3 separate regions of the Sus scrofa genome follow, and regions 2 and 3 are each linked to region 1. A link is a contact called in public HiChIP or PLAC-seq and promoter capture Hi-C data. All regions are on one chromosome and are shown on one strand. The core of a region is the stretch at or near the end of the contact, and the rest is flanking DNA. Distances in the headings are between cores, read along the strand shown.

Region 1 (3,141 bases), core at 227-2,726:
GTCCTAGCTCCATGCTTTCTAGCTGTGTGACCTTGTGCAGTTCACCTCCCACCTTCAGTCTCATTGCAAAACAGGGCTTATATATTTTATGAGACTCTGGAGGCTTAGAGATAATGTTTGCAAAGTACCACAGACCTTTGGAGTTAGACCTGGGCTCTCCCGTTTCTGGCTGCATGTGCTTCATTTGCGAGTAGCATAAGCTCATCTGTAAATAGGATAATGAAAAGTCCCTGCCGCCACTTCACAGTAACTCCAGTCCCACTAGCCCTGGGCTTGTACTTTCTGGATTCATCGTCTTTGAGTTTCCTGATCTTCCCTAACCGGTTTCTCACTTTAGTCACCTCTCTTTAAGAAGCCCCTCAGGGCCCAGGCGCCAGCCAAACCTTTCCCTCGGCTTCTCCCTAAGCCTTTCAAAGCAGCCAGAAGAAGGTAAAAAGTCCAGAGGCCAAAGACTCAGGCTTTTGACTCTCCGGCCCTTGCCCAGGGTCTCACCTGAGAGCAGCCCAATACTCAGGTACAGGTGGGTCAAAGAGGTAGCAAAGGAGGCGAGCAGCATCCCTAATGCAGCCAAGATGCCTCCAGCCATCACCACAGGCCTGGGTCCGAACTTCGTGCTCAGGGCACTGCCCACTGGGCCTGGAGAAGAGGAAAGGTTCTGGGGGAAGCGCCCAGGCGTCCTTCCCCAGCAACCACCCGCCCCATCTCCTTGACTGTCTCCCCCCACCCCCGCCTCCCTTCCGAGGGTCAAGGGTCGCAGGACTCTGGACCCAGGCGCAGCACTCACTCCCGAACTGCTGCACCGCGATTCCTATGGAAGCGATCCAGGAGACTCGCGCCGCCTGCTCCTCAAACGCCGCCACAAACTCCACAAAGAAGACGCCGAAGGAGCGGAGCACCCCGAACACCAGCGCCGACTGGAAGAACGCTGAGAGCACCACCATCCATCCCCAGCCCCCGTCGGGGGGCTCAGCCCTATGTGCCATCAGGGAGGCAACAGGGCAGCCGCCACCAAGAGACCTTCGGGAGCAGGGCTCAGGAGGTTGCGCCCACCCACCTGGCCACCCAGCCGGCCGGCTCCGGACCGCGCGGGGGCGGAGAGGATGGTAGCGAGGAAAGCACCTACGAGGGCTTGAAAGATGCAGAGAGGCTGCGTGAGGCGCCTGCGCCTTTTCCTTAGTGGGGGAGCGATATAGGTGGGGTGACCAGGCCCTCGCTGGCCCCCCGCGTTCAGCGCCAGGGGGCGTGGCTACGCTGGCGGTAGTCGAGAGTCCGGGCCCGGGTGGGACAGACGGAGGCAGGGGCGGCCATTCGGTCTAGGAGCCCGGGGGCGGGGGCAGCACTGGCTTTGAGCCCCACCCCTGGGGCGCCAGCCTCCGGGTGGATCATCAATCTTATCATCGGAAGGGTCAGCACCTGGCCAGCCCGGCCGACATCCCCGTCTGCAGCTCACCAATGAAAACGCGGAACTCCTCGGCGAGGGGCGGGGCCAGAGGGGCGGGGCGGGGTTTAGAGCCCGTTCCTTGCAGGGGCAACGAGCCCGGCGCATGCGTGAGGCGGGGACTTTCCGGGACCAAGTCAGCGGACCCCGCGTGACCCAGGAGCCTACGAGGAGGCTCCTTCGGTCTCCTGTCTACCTAGCGGGCTAATTCGACCAGATTTCAGCACGGAGACGTGCACGTAAGGAGTCCCTGGGGGTTGGCGGTGGGTGAACTACTTCAGGAGAAGATAACGTACCTGCTTAATGAGGGACCCAGGAGTTGAAAGGTGGGGCGGGGGTGGGTGGGGGAGGGGGTTCCGAGGGATTCTGAGATAAGACTAAACAAAGTATCTGGCCAAGCACCTGAGGCCACTAGAATCTAGCCGGCTAGATCCCCGAGGGATTCAAAGACCAAGGAAGGAGGCAAGGGAATGGGCTGTTGGACTCCTGCGCTGATTTCTGTAATAGGAACTCGTTCCTGTTCCCTGTTCCCACTAACAGGAAACCTACAGGTCACGGAGACCAAAAATAACTGGGGAGAGGAAGTGCAGCTCTGAGCTCACTGGAGCCCCACCAAGCACCCTTCTTCAGTGGGGCTGGAAACTTTTCCTCTGCACTCTAGTAACAAGCACTTCCTGACCACAATTTTTGATCTCATGGTGGGATAGACTAAAGAGACAAGCTGTGACCACCACTGGAGCAATAAGCCCCTTCTACCCCACCAGCACCCAATTTCTCCAGTCTTACACAGCGCTATAGGGCTCGGCTTCAAGATCTTTAGGACACTGACCTTGAAATGTGAGCTCAAGTGTTCATACCGGACAAGTGGGCTGGGATGAGGAGGGAGGCTGGGTACTTTTCAAAAGCGTATTGAATCTTTATATGTGGGAAATAAAAATAATCATGCCCCAGATGCTCTTTTTTTGGGGGGAGGGGGGAGTGGGGTCAGAACTTTGGCTGGTGGGGACTGCATCAAAGATGTGGAAATTGGTGTGGCTGTATGATCGTGCCTAAGGGCACAGTCTTTAGAATCAAATCAGAGTTTCAGTCCGGGCTTGATCACTTGTTAACTTGACCAAGATCTTGAACCTCTCAGCTGGTTTCCCTAGTTGTAAATTGAAGCTAATAATAGTACCTACTTTTAGGATTGGCAGGGGAGTTGAATTAGAAAATCTATATGCTATCGGAGTTCCCGTCGTAGCTCAGTGGTTCATGAATCCAGCTAGGAACCATGAGGTTGCGGGTTTGATCCCTGGCCTCGCTCAGTGGGTTAAGGATCTGGCATTGCTGTGGCTGTGGTGTAGGCTGGCAGCTGTAGCTCCAATTCGACCCCTAGCCTGGGAACCTCCATACGCCGTGGGAGTGGCTCTAGAAAAGGCAAAAAGACAAAAGAAAAAACCCCAAAAGCAAAAAACTCTATGCTAAAAGGCATAGTTTAGAGCCTGGCATGTAGCAGGAGGTAAGTAATAGTAGCTGGTTTCATTTTACACAGGGGATAAGCTGTAGTGGGAGAGGAAGGAAGGTTTTAGTTTAGCTTCTTTGTTTTGTTTTTTGCTTGAAAAAAAAAAATCTAATCCAGATCATGGGTTTTCAAAGATTGAGAAACATAATCACAAACAAAATGTTGGAAGGAACTTACTCCTTCCATGTTAATGGACTTGTTT
Region 2 (2,920 bases), core at 153-2,652, 140 kb before region 1:
TTCTCACGGGGGCCAGGCCCAGAAGAGAGTGACAGTTTCCTTTCCTTTTGAGCTGTGGGAGCAGCTGACCCCCTTGCCCAGTCTTCAGGAAAGTGGAGGGGTCACACCTGGCTTTGGGGAGGGGCCAGGGTGTGAGGAGGAAGATGGTGATGGTGGTGGCACAGCGGGCGGGTCGGAGGCTGCCTGCTTTGCCTGGCAGGTCCAGCTGGGTCGGGAGGAGGCAGCTCAGCTCCTCTGACCCTGGGGGGATTAGAGAGATTAAAGTGAGAGAAGAGAGAGATGTCCGAGGGACCCAGAGGTGAAAAACAGGAGTCCTTGTGAAGGAGAGGCCTGGGGGGAGAGGGTGGGCCTGGGGGTCCTTGTCCTGGACCTCTCCAGAGAGTCTGGGGTGAGAGAGCAGAGATAAGAGGCGGAGGTGAATGTGTTGGCGCCTCGTGGCTGGCTCCCTTGTCCCAATCCTCCCTCATTTGCATTTCACCAGCTCCCAGGTCAGCCCTCTGGCTCCTGGCCCCCCCACTATTGCGATGGGCACCCCCTCTCCTCACGGTGCTGCACAGTGACCTCTTCCAGGCCTTGCTGGGTGAGTAGCCCCGATTTTCCGAGGGGCAGCCGTGGAAAGGGCTGGCCTGGGGGCTGCTTGGGAGTCTGGAGATCTTTTGGTAGCTGCAGGAGCCCCAGGCAGGGGTCCTCCATCAGCGTCCACCAGCCCGGGCTGGAGGGGTTCCTCCCTTAGCGGGCAGACGGAGGTGAGGTGATGGCAGGGGCGGCCAGAGAGGCAGGGGGTGGGCGAGGTAACTCGGTGGTTCTGTTCCTGTGACAGACATCCTGGACTATTATGAGGCTTCCATCTCAGAGAGCCAGGTAAGGGGGTGAGGGTGGGGGCCCGACTTCCCGAGGGAGCAGGCAGGGCTGGAGGGGTGCGCAAAGCACTGCTACTATTACCCTGAGACTTGGGGGCCCTGGGACCACGGCCGGAGTCAGGCGCCCCTGCAGCCCCCTCTTCACCTGCCCCAGCTGCAGGCCCCAAAGGGTCCAGGACTCAGTCACTCTTGAGGCTTCCTCCTGTGCGTCTGAGGGAGCTGAGGCCCCCAGGGACTCCCTCGTGCCTGGCCCTCCCTCCCTGCCTGCCCCGAGCACAGCCTCTCTCCAGCGGCCCCGCCACCCTGGCGGCTCCCAGCCCATCTCGGGCTGCTTCCTCCTCCCTGGCTCTGCTGTCAGCGCTGGTGGCTCTGGCCAGGCCTCCATGTTGGCCTCAGGGCCTCTCCGCTCCTGCCTCCATCTCCTTTCCCATTATCCGGGTTCCTGCCAGCGCGGAAGGAGTTAAGCCTGCCAAGGCACCCCCCATTCTGCTCCTCGATCGCTCCCTCCCTCCCCCTGCTTCCTCTCTCCTCCTCTCTCCCCTTCCCTCCTCGGCTCCACGGCTCCCTCGGCCGCTGCCGCCTCCGACCCCCCCACCCCACTCCCCCGCCACGGCCCCGAGCCCCTGGCCGTTAGGCAAGACCCCCCCTTACCCCGGGGCTCCCCGAAATCCAGCTCCCCTCCCCCACCTCAGCTCATGCCCCAGCCCCCGAACTCCGGGGCTGCCAGCCCCCGGTGCCCCCGCCCCTCCTGAGAATCGGGGTGTGCTCCCCAAGCCCCCTCCCCTCCACTGGGGACCCCCTTTTAGGGCCCCCTTCCCCTCCCTCCCACGCTCCCCTCCCCTCCCCTTCTCCAACCCCCTCTTTCCCCTCTCACCCCTCCCCCCATCCTGGCCCCCCCTGCAAAAGTGGGGTGCGGAGGGGGGAGGGGTGAGAACCCAGGGAGGGGAGGAACGAAACTCCGATGAAGTCAGAGCCCCTTACCCGCCGCCGCGGCCAGGCCCCCCAACATGGACTGTCTCTGTATAGTGACAACCAAGGTAAGCCGTGATGGGGGGGCCAGTCACCTGGGGGGAGGGTGAGAGTTTGTGGGGAGGGGTTTGTCAGGCCTAATCTGCCGCCCGGGGGCCCTGGCGTGAGAGCATCCGAAGATGGATTTGGGGGTCATAATTTAGTTTGGGGGTTCACGGCTGAGAAAATGCTGGGTTTGGCCACAGGTGCCCCCTGGAGTGATCCCTTTGTACCTGGGGAGAAATGGAAAATAGGGGGTATTCTGTGACTTGGGGGCTGGTGGATTCTGAGCTTCACCAGTGATGTTTGAGGGAGACTTATTTAAGGAGAAGCCTGGCTCACATGGGAGTCCTGCCCGGTGTGTGTTAGAAGAGGGGCTCTGCGTGGGGGGTCCCCTTCTCCCCTGGGAGACAAACTGGTCTGCAGGTGTCTTGTCCAATTTCAGGGGGGCTCCTGGCTTGGGGGTAGGAGGTTACTGGTTGTGAGGGCCTGACTGGTCTGGGGGTGTCAGCTGGCACGGAAGGGGAAGGCCTTCAGGTTATAGAAGAAGCGTCTCGTGGTAGATACATTTGGGGGTGCTCTCATTTTGGGGGAGCAGTTAATTTAGGGTTCCAGCTTACGGAATGGGGATAGTTGGGAGTTGTCAGCGAGCTAGGGCCTGACATAGGATCACCTGAGGGAAGGGACCAGGTGAGGTTAGGATTGGGGGTGCTCCCTTGGGTGGTGGAAGGTTGCAGCAGCTGAGGCTGGCAGCTCCTGAGGAGGAGGAGGAGGAGAGGTTTGGGGAGAGAGGGGATTTGAGGAGGGGGACCAGGTGCATGGTGCAGAATTTGGGGGTGGCCCAGGCAGATGCCCATCACCCCCATCTCCTCCCACACAATATCTACCCCTGGTTGAGAAAGAGGGAGAAGAGCAGGTGGAGGGGATGTTCCTGTTACCCCTGACCCTTGGGATAAAGGTGGGGGAGGACACCTGGATTTAAGGTTACTGGGGTGAGAAGGAGTCAGAGGAGGGCCGGGCTGGCAGCCGGGAAGATCCGTACAAGGCTATCC
Region 3 (3,178 bases), core at 610-3,109, 190 kb before region 1:
ATTGAACAGCATTGCCTTCTTCCTGGCACGCAAAGAGTGGGGCCGTCAGAGGGCAGCTGTGCTCTGGCTCCCTTCCTGTTCCCCCAGCCTTGCCCTCCAGTCCAATACCTTCCCAGCCACTGAGAGATGATGCCAAGCAGGAAGGAAGAGAACATGCCACCCACAGAGAAGATGGCCACGGAGAGAGCCCAGAGGGTGGTGAGGGTGCCTGGTGGGATGGAGCCGGGTCCATTGGGCCCTTGCCTGCCCAGCCACGTCTCATTGTAGCTCTGTTCAATCACCTGGGGGCGGGGGGGGGAGCACAGGAGTGATGCCTGCAGACTTGTCCCTCTCTGCTCACCCCCTTCCTCCCCCGCCTTGTCTGGGAACCCCACTCTGCCAGCTGTGGCCCCTCACCTTCTGGGGGGCATTGATGACCCCAATGTTGTAGCCAAACTGCAGGGAGCCGAGCACAGCGGAGAAGACGGCGAGGACAAGGGTCCCAGTGACTCGCTGCTGAGGGGGCTCCCCATCCTGGGCAGGTGGAAGCAGAGAGGGGACATGTCACGTGGAATTGTGGTTTCTTTCCTTCCCTCTGAGGCCTGGGCCCAGCAGGAGCCTTAAGGTGCTGGGTTCCATCCAGCTCGTTGGGTGAGGAAAGTGGACCTTATTAGGAATCCCTTGAAGATCTCAATGTAAACAAGAGCGGGAAGAACCTGCGGGCAGCTGGGCTTGGGGGGGGGGGACCGATGTTTGAGTCCAGCAGGCAGAGAAATGTTTGAGGACCTGGGTCTCACAATTCCTCTGTGACCTTGGGACAGCCTTGGTCTTACAAGACCTGAGTTCAGATTTTGTGTGACCTTGGGTAAGTCACTTCCCCTCTCTGAACTGTGGAGAACTGGGGAGATACGGATGATGTTGCCTGCTTTGTCTATGTGTCAGTGAAAGTGTGAAAATCAAAATTGAATGTTAATTGTGTCCCCAACTGTACTGGCTTTATAAAGTGACAAGTGCATTATCATCAGCAGCCTCTGTCCTCTTCCCTCCTCCCTGGGGGTTCTGGCAGCCGGCTCCTGGAAGCCCCCAACAGGTTCAAGAAGGGCAGTTCCTAAAAGGACATCGCGGTCATTCCTCCCAGCCTTGTGGCCGTCTCTGTCTCCGCCCCAGCCTCCCTTCCCCCTCTAAGCTGCGACAAAGGGCAGGGGGCCATGGCGGCTCTCGCCTGGGAGAGACTTGCCCAGGGGATGGGGGCGGGAAGGTGGTGTGAGGGGCGGTGGTGGTGGTGGTGGTGGTGGCTGATCGCTGGCGGCACAGACTGTCTCCAAAGGGAAACCTGAGCTGGAGGAGGGAGGGCCGACACTCCCCTCTACCCCTCCACCAACCGCGGGGCCGAGGGAAAGTTCAGCGTCCAGGAGGACTGCCAAGTGTGGGGGTGGGGGCCAACGGAGAAGCCTCTGGTCCTCGAAAAACTGCGGTCGAGCCGGGACAAACGGACAGCTCCTGGAGGGCAAGACCCGCCGGGGTCTGCTTGCTCAAGCTGGATTGAATGCAGGGTGTCCCCGATCCCCGCGCAGCGCGAGGAGGGGCGAACCCTGGGACGCGCGGAATGCAGCTGTAGTCCTTGCCCCGGAAAGTTCCCCCAGACCCACTCTGCCTCCACGAGGGACTGGAATTCGACAGTCACGGGTTGTCAAGCCCCGGGTATAAATAGCCAGTCCCCCACCCCACCCCCTGCACCTGCGCAAGGACCGCCCCCTCGCTGACCCCAACTGCGACCCCAGCCCGAGAAAAAGCGGGACCCGTGTCCCCATCCCGCCCCTGAATGTTAAGCCCTACTTCGGAGCCGATCTGTTGGAAGCCCGACGGCATCTTGTCTTAGGAGCTGGAGGCGCAGGAGCTGCCGGAGACCGGAGAGAGGCGACTGGGGGTCTGTGGCCCCAGCCTGGCGGGCAGAAGGACACAGGGGCGACGGGGGTCCCGAAGCGCAGTACGGAGGGCGGGCCGGGTCGGACCCACAGCCACAAGCCGAGGAGCCAGAGTGTAGCTCCCAGGGATCTGGTGGAGCCTGGCTTGGGGGGAAAAGACCCGAGGAGCAGCCCCCGCAGCCCCCAGGGCCACGCCTTTCACAGCACCCATTGGCCAGGAGCCCGCACACCCCAGAAGGCCACGCCCCTCCCTGAGCTCGGGCTGGGAATTTGGCACCAGCCGTCGGGTTGGCCGGCGAGGCCACGCCCCTTAGCGTGCCCGGCGAGACACGCCCCTCGGTTCCCGCCAGCTTTCCGCCGGGAAGTGTTTGAGAAAAGGGTCCTGGGAGACCTGGCGGCTCCGTCGCCTTAAGTGCGAAGACTCCGCCCACTTGCCAAGCTTGGGGGCCGGAGAAGCGACTTCAAAGCCCTGCGCGTTGGCTCGGAACCGCGGGGTCTGAGAGGAGATGGGCCAGGTACACTTGCCCGGTTGAGACCGCGGGCGGCCCGAGACAGCGCGAGGCGGCGCGCGGGGTGGGTGCGGGCCAATGGCCTAGAGTAACCCACGGCGGTTATTTTTAGCTCCTACGTTGGGAGACGCCAAATGTCAGGTCCCCGGTGTCCTGGCCTGTCCCGGGCGGGGTGGTGGTGGCAGGGAGATGGAGCCTTAAAGGGTCCGCGACACGCTCCCCACGCGGTGATGGCCCCGGGGACAGGAAATTCCGTTCCTAGCGGGTCGGGTGTCTGGACTTGGTGGTCCTCTTTCCGTACATCCCTGCTCCGGGCTCTGCCTATCTGGTCCTTCCCCTACACCCGTGGCCCACGTTGGTTACTGGAAGCGGCCCAAGGGACAGGTGGTCACACCAACCACGTCACCAGTCCTGAGGCCCCTGAGTTGCCAAGAATGTGCTAGCCGCGTGGACGACTTGGGACACGCTCCCTGGAGGCCGCTCTGGGTTTGAATCCCCAGCTAAATCCTGCCCAGGGAGGAGGGCACGACCTAGAGTTGGCATGTCCCGAGAGCAGCAGAACACTGGGTAGGGGAGCGCACGCGGCTGGGAAAACGGGCCTCGGAAGCGCGGTGCTGTAGTGCCATCTGGAGGGAGAGCGCGGATCCGCAGCGGATCGGGCCGAGGTGGTCTCCGAGCCACTCTCCCAGACCTTCTCCCACTCCAAGGTGCCCCTCAGGCCCATCCCAGACCTCCTTCTGGAGCTCTAGATCTGAGTATTCGGTT

The links. Promoter capture Hi-C pulls out the DNA fragments that hold promoters and counts their contacts. HiChIP or PLAC-seq counts read pairs in DNA pulled down with a chosen protein or histone mark.
Region 2: a contact with region 1 is called in an H3K27ac HiChIP or PLAC-seq map of alveolar macrophages. The contact joins the promoter of DLG4 here to the promoter of SLC16A13 in region 1. A contact is called at or near these places in 2 of 5 promoter capture datasets (fetal skeletal muscle and liver), 1 of 47 Hi-C or Micro-C datasets (skeletal muscle) and 1 of 2 datasets of contacts at active chromatin or transcription factors (alveolar macrophages).
Region 3: a promoter capture Hi-C map of fetal liver shows a contact between it and region 1, with 2.4 times the contacts expected there. The contact joins the promoter of SLC2A4 here to the promoter of SLC16A13 in region 1. A contact is called at or near these places in 1 of 5 promoter capture datasets (fetal liver) and 1 of 2 datasets of contacts at active chromatin or transcription factors (alveolar macrophages).

Annotation. Positions count from the first base shown.
Region 1 is chr12:52,433,854-52,436,994 of Sscrofa11.1, reverse strand. SLC16A13 (monocarboxylate transporter 13) reads right to left here and starts at 1,476. Exons shown (of 4, transcript XM_003131926.4): 1 at 785-1,476; 2 at 493-636. The coding sequence starts at 983. It overlaps SLC16A11 (monocarboxylate transporter 11), which reads left to right. Exons shown (of 6, transcript XM_005669186.3): 5 at 1-1,677; 6 at 1,979-2,388.
Region 2 is chr12:52,572,503-52,575,422 of Sscrofa11.1, reverse strand. It overlaps DLG4 (disks large homolog 4), which reads left to right and starts at 1,402. Exons shown (of 20, transcript XM_003481294.4): 1 at 1,402-1,897. The coding sequence starts at 1,868. It overlaps ACADVL (very long-chain specific acyl-CoA dehydrogenase, mitochondrial), which reads right to left and starts at 1,902. Exons shown (of 20, transcript XM_021067809.1): 1 at 1,842-1,902.
Region 3 is chr12:52,627,427-52,630,604 of Sscrofa11.1, reverse strand. SLC2A4 (solute carrier family 2 (facilitated glucose transporter), member 4) reads right to left here and starts at 1,859. Exons shown (of 11, transcript NM_001128433.1): 1 at 1,816-1,859; 2 at 397-513; 3 at 109-281; 4 at 1-22. The coding sequence starts at 1,848. It also overlaps a transcript of CLDN7 not described here.